2 separate regions of the Sus scrofa genome follow, and region 2 is linked to region 1. Evidence: chromatin contacts called from public HiChIP or PLAC-seq data. All regions are on one chromosome and are shown on one strand. Each heading gives the region's core, a stretch centred on a gene start, on an enhancer-like site or on the middle of the called end of the contact. The rest is flanking DNA. Distances are from core to core; before and after follow the strand shown.

Region 1 (4,320 bases), core at 685-3,184:
ACAGCAACGTGGGATCCGAGCCGCGTCTGCAACCTACACCACAGCTCACGGCAACGCCGGATCGTTAACCCACTGAGCAAGGGCAGGGATCGAACCCGCAACCTCATGGTTCCTAGTCGGGTTCGTTAACCACTGCGCCACGACGGGAACTCTAGCAGAAGCTTTTTGCTTTTGGTTCTCTATTCCCATTCTCACTGTTTAGAACAGTGATTGGTACATAGTCCATATTCAATACTTGTATAGGAGAGAGTTCTGTGTACAAATTTAATAGTTAATACGTATATTTTTTTAAATTGCTGCACCTTGGCATATAGAAGTTCCTGGGCAAGGGACTCAATCCCACTAGTAGTTGTGACCTATGCCACAGCTGTGGCAAGGCCAAATCCTTTAACCCACTGCGACAAGAGAGGGATTGAACAAGTGCCATAGCAGTGACTCGCTGCAGCCGGATTCTTAACCCACTGTGCCAGGGCAGGAACTCCTCCAGTTTTATAAATAAATAAAACAGCAAAAGGAATATTATTGAATAAATTTTACATCCTCCTCTCCTTCACCCACGTTGTTTTCTATTGTTTTGCTTAATTGTACTTTTTTTTTTTTGTTGGTTAGCCAGTAGTTTAGCAATTTTGCATGTTTTATCGCCGTTAACACTTTTTTTTTGTCTTTTTTTTTTTGTCTTTCTAGGGCCTCACTGGCATATGGAGGTTCCCAAGCTAGGGCTCCAGTCGGAGCTGTAGCCACCAGCCTACACCAGAGCCACAGCAACGCTGGATCCGAGCCTTGTCTGCGACCTACACCACAGCTCACTGCAACGCCAGGTCCTTAACCCATTGAGCAAGGCCAGGGATTGAACCAGCATCCTCATGATGCTACTCGGGTTCGTTAACCTCTGAGCCACCAAGGAAACTCCTATCGCCGTTAACACTTTTATCCGTTTAGATTCTAGTGTGCTAAGTATTTTACATGTAAATCCCACTTAGTCTTCTAAACAACATAGCAAGGTAGATGTCATGGATGGGATAATTGTTCCCTGTACGTGGAAAGGCTCTAGGTCTCTTCAAGTTCTAGCTGCTATTCATATTAGGGGTGGGGAACTAGAGCTGGTGTTTTATTGTAGAGTCTGAGCTCATTTCTCTGCACTTGGCTCCTTTGCAGAGGCAGTTTTGAGGGACGGTACGATGTGGGAGCCTGAGGTTAAGAAAACAGAGCTAAGTCTTTGGTTAACCAGTGTTTCGTAACACTTCATGTTTGTGAAATTTTTCAGAATGGTAAAAGGAAAGGAGAGACTCAGACCGGCGCTCCCTGGGTCTGCAGGGTTGAGTTTAGACGCCGTGGGCCGGCTCCGCTCGGGTCCCGCTCGTGGCGTGGATTTGGCAGCAGAGGCCGGAGCAGGCGGGCGTGCGCTTGGCCCACCGTGTCCCGGGATGCAGCTCTCAGGGCTAGGGCTCTCGGGTGCGTGCGGGGAAGGCTTGACACCCGACAGACTTGCAGTCCCTCCTCCCACTTGGGGCACTGAGGCTGGCGAGCTGCCACCCGAAGAACAGAGGCTGGAACTCTCCCACCTGGGCCACGGCGGGTCCCGGTGAGCTGTCTTGACCCTGAATCCGAAGAGTCGGCTCTTCTGATTGGCTTAGAGCACAAACGCAGGCGAACGCTGCCCGAAACCCGCTCTTTGATTGGATTTTAAACGAACAGCAGAGCACGAAATAAAGAGGCCTTCAGCCATTGGGCCATTGTGTGAATCTCCTTTTGGCTTCTCCACCGACTGAATAAGCGTCTCAGGATCTTCGTCATGAGTCTTAAATCTGGGCCTGTCAGTTCGCCCCAGCGTTACTCGTCTTTCGGCAGGGCAAGGAGTTTACAGAGTTCAACCAATCATATAACGCCGAGATCAGGTTGCCAGGCAGATTATGCTAATGAAGCCCCGCCTTTTATGCTGCTCCCACTCTGCGGCGGGAAGAACCACCTGGAGGTGGCGGGGGGGTTTGATTTCCATCACCCCTAGGGAGAGAGGATCGGGGACCCGCTGATCTACCAGCTCCCCTCACCCAACGTCGTGTAAGTACCTAAAGGATTAAGGGAACCGGATAAGCCAGCGTCCAGAGTACCCCATCGACTGGGAGGGTGTTTCGTCTTTGCTTAGTCCCACCCAAAATGGCGCCAAGCTCTTTCCGCGTCTCAGAGCCCGGCCGGGGCCAACCGACCGCGGACCCGGGTGGGGGGGGAGCTTGGTGATGGTGGTGGGGGGGAGAAATCCCGGCGGCACCGCCCGATGGTACAGTCCAGCCGGGGCTGGGACAAGGCACCTCACTCGGGGTGGGGGGTCAAACCATCTGCACCTTCCAAGGGGAAAGGGGCAAAATCCCCTACCCGAGCCCCTCCTGGCGCTGTGTTCAGCCATGGCTCCGGCGCCTCTTCGCCCTGCCTTCCCCGCGCGCAGCCTCCCCCCTGCGACCCCCGAGCGGCTCGCACGCTCCGCCGGCCGCGCGCACCTCTCCTCCCCTGCCCGCGTTGGTTGGGCCGGGACGGCGGTTGGGCGCCCTGCACGCTTCTGCGGCGGCGGTTGGGCGGGCGCTTGGGGTGCGGCGGGCGCTCGGGGTGCAGCAGGCGGTCTCAGCTGGCGGGCGCGGGGGCGGCGGCGCGGCGTTGGACTAGGGGCCGGCGGGCTCAGTGGTCTGGGTTCCCTGCTTTGTCTCGGGAGGCCGCGCCACCGTCTTGCCATTGATTGTTGGCTCCTAGTTCCTTATGCACAAGTTGGCGTCCCGGGACCCGGCGAGGGATGGATGGCCCGTTTGGGGCATTCTTGGTGGACAGTGTTCGCGGTGGGCAGGGCGCAGGCCGAGGTCCACCTCTGCTCTGGGGCGGCGGGGACGGGTGCGGAGGCTTGAGCCACAGGCCTTTGGGAAGCGGGTTGGCGGTACTGAGTTGCCAGCCTATCGTCAGCTTTGCTTAAGCACTTTTTAGCCTGTGGCCACATCTCGGGTGCTCTGCTAAGTCAAGTGAACGCAGATTTGTCGAATTTTGTGTGCGTTCGTGCTTAGCCTTGTTTGGCGGGTTGGTTGGGTTCCGATCAATTTTCAGTCAATGTTTGTGTACGTTTAAGCACAAGGCTGGCTCCTTCTAGGTCTGAAGTCGAGGATCAAGCTTGAGAGGGTTCGCACCCAGCTGGGCCATGTGCCATTCGAAGCCTATTCAAATCTTGCCCGGCTGGTCGTCCCCCAAAGTTCTTTAAACTCAGAAGCACTTCATAAAAAACAAATCACTCGTGAGGGTTTGCGGCCTCTTTTTCTGACGCATTCCTTTGTTTCTCCACCTTTTGCTGTAAGCTCTTTGAAGGCAGGAAGGTGTACTGTGTGTGTTTTTGGTACACTGCCCACTCCACCCCCAGCACCGCAAGCGCTTCTGTGTTGAGGAACTGTACTTATATGATGTTCTAAATTGAAAAAAACTAAATTAAAAAAGATCGAGGCAAGCTCTGCTTAAAGCAATGTTGATTCAACCTGATACGTTTACAAAGTAACTTCTGGGCTTTTTTTTTTTTTTTCCTTCTTTCTTTATAGGGCCGCACCTGCTGCATATGGAAGTTCTCAGGCAGGGGTCTAATTGGAGCTGCAGCTGCCAGCCTATACGCCACAGCATTGCCAGATCCTAGTCGTGTCTGCGACCTTCGCCACAGCTCACAGCAACGCCGGATCCTTAACCCACTGAGCGAGATCAGGGATTGAACTCGCCTTCTCGTGGATCCTAGTGTGGTTCCTTACCGCTGAGCTACCGTGGAAACTGCCTGGGTTTACTTTCTAAAGTGAAGTGAAATTGACATAATATAAACCGTTTTAAAGTGATTGAATTAGTATTAAATATGCACATTTAAAAATTTTGAACCGAAACTTTTTTCCCACCCTGTATCTCTATTCGTTTATTCCTTGAGCCCTGGCTCTTGGCTCTCCTCTTATTTGTTTTGGGAGGATGTTAAAACTGCTGGCTGTTTTTCTAAATAAGCTATTTTTAATTTTCTGATGTTTTGCAATGTGCTCCACCAGGTGCCCCGTGTATTGTACATGTGAATGTAATCGAGTGTGTATCAGGTGAGGCAAAGTTCAAGTCTTCAAGGGCCCTCAGTGTTTTTTACCAAGAGATTATGGTGGCATAAGAGATGATATATCATTCCAGTGCAGTCCTGAATTGGTTGGCACTGCCTCAATTTCCACTTGTCTAAATTTTTTTTTTCCTTCTAATTTTAACAGTAATACATGATCATTGTAGAAAATATAGAAACAGTATAAAAAGTAAAAATTAGCTGAAGTACAATTATCAGAGATG
Region 2 (3,888 bases), core at 698-3,197, 49 kb before region 1:
TCTCTTTATCTGCGGGCACACAAGTGTTAATATTCTGCTTAAACCGGAGAGGAAGATGTCCTTTGAAACTGAAGAAGCCTTTATAGTGAATTCACTAGCACCTGAAGTTACTCATACCACCCCCACCCCACCCCCACCCCGGGAAGTGAGGCAAAAAAGTGAACAATCGTTTCTGACACCCTGACTTGAGAGTTAAATTCTATGTTCCGTACACAATCCTTTTTCCTCCCCCTCCCATCCACTGATCTAGCTCACTTCCCTGCAACACTATATAGGGAATCAGATATAAATATAAGAATTGCGTGGAAAACACAAAAAATCCTAATCTAAAAGCATGCCTATATGAACCGTAATTCTACTCAAAACTGAACTTTTTTTCTCCCCTAAAGAATCAAAGCTTTGATGCATACAAACGTTTTAAGCCGTTCCATGGAGGTTTGTTCTTGATTAGATTTATTCTGATGGTGCAAATATTTAAACACGCTGCTGAAGAATATATTCTAACTTGGGGTTTTTATAAGTCAAAGTTTTTACTGTCAGTCAATGCCCAGGTAATCAAATCCAGTCTCACTTCCCTGTGCAATTAGCCAAATACGCAGAAATCCACTGCAATTTTTAAAAGAGTGAAGAGGGGAAATGAACTACACCAGAAACGCATTCCAGTCCGACAGTTCACGCACTATTTGGAGAAGGCAAGTAAAAATAAAGCCCCACGTCTCCCTCAGGAACAGAAAGGCTTCTATGAAGCGGCAATGTCCAGGCCACGCCGCAGACCCACGCACCCCAGCGAGTCACCCTGGAACCCAGACACTTAAGCACCTTGCGACACAAAGATGTCTACGGGATTATCAGTTGCAGAAAAACTACTTATACTAAAAAAGTAAGATTAAACCAAAGACTTTTTACAACGTAAAACGAGAACCGTCCCTACTCGCCGAAACCCACCACATAAGGGAGCAACACCAACAGCAAGGGGGGGGTGGGGGTCCCCTTGTTTATTAGATGCAGGCAAACAGCTATATTTAACAATTTCTCCCGAAGGCCCGATGCCAGGGCGGAGGATCTGGGTAGAGGGGCATACAGAAGCAGAGGGCACACCCGCTGCGGGGGACAGTAGCCTGCTTCGGTGCAGTCCGAGAGGCGCTCGCCTGGGCACAGCCGCACTTCCCAGGCGCCCGCATCTCCGCCGCTCGGCCCACCTCGCCAACAAAGGCCGCATCCACCGCTTCCCGGTGGGAAACCCCAAGACCGCGCGGGGAGCGCACTGCCTGCTCCAGCCCGGGTTGGGGTCTGCGCGGCCGCGCCCGGAGCGAGTCCAGCCGCACTGGGTCCGGGGCTGCGGGCCACCGCGGGGCGCACGGCAGAGGCTCGCGTGATCCCGGGGGAGGGCGGGTGAGGGATCTAAGCCGCGCGGGGTCCCAAGAGGATGGGGCAGCGCTGCAGGAGGGATGGGGGCTGGGGAGGCCAAGGCGGCCCGCCGCCCCCCGCAACCTCGATGCCTTTCATTTGGCCTCTGCGGCGGCAGAGGCAGCCCGACCTCGAGGGCTAAGCACTGCGCCAAGCAGGGGCGGGCGCGGGAGGCGCGCCAGAACCGCCGCAGCGCCGGACCACCCCCACCTCCCCGCGCCCCGCGCCCCTGGCTCGGACCCGCAGGCCGCACTCGCTTGGCGGGCGCAGGAGAAAGGGTTCAGGCGCTCGCCCGGTCCCCACCTCAATGTAGCCGGCCAGCGCCGCAGCGGGAGCCGACAGCCCGAGCAGCAATAAGAGGAGGAATTTGCCCGTGGCAGCTGCGGCCGCGGTCCGGGTGGCCGCCATCCCTCGCCGGGTCCCACTTGCGGTCGGCTCTCAAAAATCGCACCCTCGACGTTCGAAGCTCTCCCTACCGCGACCCTGAAGCAACTGAAGCCAGTTCGCCGCCGCCCCGGGGGTTTTACACCAACCGGAACTGACTTCACAAACCCACGCCCTCCATTTCCGAAGCCCAATGCTGGCCCGCAGAACCGCCCCAAGACCCCGCCCCTTGTTCAGCCCAGACCCAATCAGGGGACGGAAAAGCCCGCACCCCGCCGCCCCTGCCGCGCACCCCCACAAGGCCCCGCCCCTCGGCCGCTGACGCCCCGCCCCAGCCTAGACCCTACAGCCCCCGGAGCGCGGGGGTGTGCGCGGGTGGGTGGAAGGGAGGCCGAGGTTCGGTTCCAGTCGGGGGCGCGCCTCGGGCTCCAGCGTCGCGGCACAGTTATCCGTCCGCACTGCGCCCGTGTCTTCGCCTGCTGCCGCCTGATAAGGGCACGCCCCGCTCCCCCGCCCCTGCGGGGTATTTTCCAGATTCCTTTGGGTACCGCCCTCTTTTTGGTTCTGAAAATCTTTTATTAAAAACAGGATTTTAAAAACCAGGATGAATTGTTCCGAGGCCAGGCAAGGTTGCTGAAGGCCCTCCTCTTGGGCTGAGGAAGGGCTGCCATGAGGCAGCTTTCCTCCGCTTCGACCCTGAGCAGGGCGCGCCCCTTTCCAGCGCGAGGAGCCGACTTCGCCCTTTTGTCGCTCCTTGAAGGGCTCCGCCCCCGCAGTGTTTCCAGGCTTTTGACCTCTGTTCCTTAGGCCTCACCCTTACCCTTCCTTCCCAGGGGCGACTCGAACCTAGGATGGCGTCCTCCTACTGCAGACCAGCTGGGCAAGGACCTCAAAGCCCAAGGTCGCCTTCCTCGTGTGTTTTAGGAAAAAAGCATTTTTCTTTCTTCAGTCTAAGATGACTAGCAAGAGACCTGCTTCCCTCTGCCTTTTTGCTCCACTGCTTTTCCACTTCAGGAAACATTCAGCTGCTCTGGTCCTCAGCTGCCAAGGCCTGGCCAGGGCTGGGGCGCCTCTGGCTTTGTTTCCTTTCAATAGCCTCGTGATTTATGGACCACCCCCTGCAGAGTCCTTGCTAGTTTCCAAATAAATAGAGACCAGAGTCTCTAAAAAGGAAGAGGCAGTGTCCACAGAGCACACGGTGAGGAGAACGCTGCATTTTCCAGCCTCTGCGTGGCATGCCCGTTCTTGTGATTGAACAGCTCTATCTACCCCGCTGCCCAAAAGCAGCCCGCACCTTTCCACTACAGAGCGTTCCCATGCCTGCACTGTCCTCGCTCCAACATTTACCCGTTGAAAACATTTTCATCTTCCTGTGCTCGCTTGGAGGTAGCCATCTGTTTCTGAATCCCCAGAGTGCTGTTCCCCATTATGGCACTTGTTCCCCTGGTTATTTCCATAGCCCTTGTGCCACTGACAAGATATGGATATATGTCATACTGCAGGTTATCTCACCCTCCATACCCCATCACACATTTGTGAAGCATCACTGAAACCACTTCTGTGGCACTGGTCCTAGTTCAGCTGCTGCTTTGGACTGAATTGTGTCGTCCCCAGCATTCACCTATGTTGCAGCCCTGGCCCCCAGTAGGTTGGTAGTCAGAGATGGGGCCTTTGGGAGGTAATTAGGATTAGATGACGTCTTGAGGGTAAGGGCCCTCAAAGGGGATTAGTGCTCTTATAATAAGAGACCAGAGAGTTTGCTTTCTTTCCCCACCCCCATCCCACCCCCACCCCATGTGAGGACATAGTGAGATCAGGAAAAGTGTCCTCAGCATGGGACACCAGGTTGGCCAGCACCACGCTGTAGGACTTGCCAGCCTCCAGAACCAAGAAAGAAATTTCTGTTGTTTAAGGCACCCAGTCTGTTGTACTGGATTATGGCAGCCGGAACTGACTAGTGCAGCTGAGTCACTATGGGTAAGCCTTCATCATTTGAATTGTCTTTCCTTCCTTAACAAGCGTGAATATTAAAAACCTGTCTTATAAGAGTTTCTGTTGTGGCTCGGTGGGTTAAGAACCCAACTAGTGTCCATGAGG

Evidence for each region. HiChIP or PLAC-seq counts read pairs in DNA pulled down with a chosen protein or histone mark.
Region 2: a contact with region 1 is called in an H3K27ac HiChIP or PLAC-seq map of alveolar macrophages. The contact joins the promoter of APLP2 here to the promoter of PRDM10 in region 1. A contact is called at or near these places in 2 of 5 promoter capture datasets (fetal liver and liver), 14 of 47 Hi-C or Micro-C datasets (adipocytes, alveolar macrophages, brain and 8 more) and 2 of 2 datasets of contacts at active chromatin or transcription factors (alveolar macrophages and skeletal muscle).

Annotation. Positions count from the first base shown.
Region 1 is chr9:56,747,101-56,751,420 of Sscrofa11.1, reverse strand. PRDM10 (PR domain zinc finger protein 10) reads left to right here and starts at 1,934. Exons shown (of 22, transcript XM_013979568.2): 1 at 1,934-2,058.
Region 2 is chr9:56,796,840-56,800,727 of Sscrofa11.1, reverse strand. It overlaps APLP2 (amyloid-like protein 2), which reads right to left and starts at 1,947. Exons shown (of 17, transcript XM_021063158.1): 1 at 1,711-1,947. The coding sequence starts at 1,815.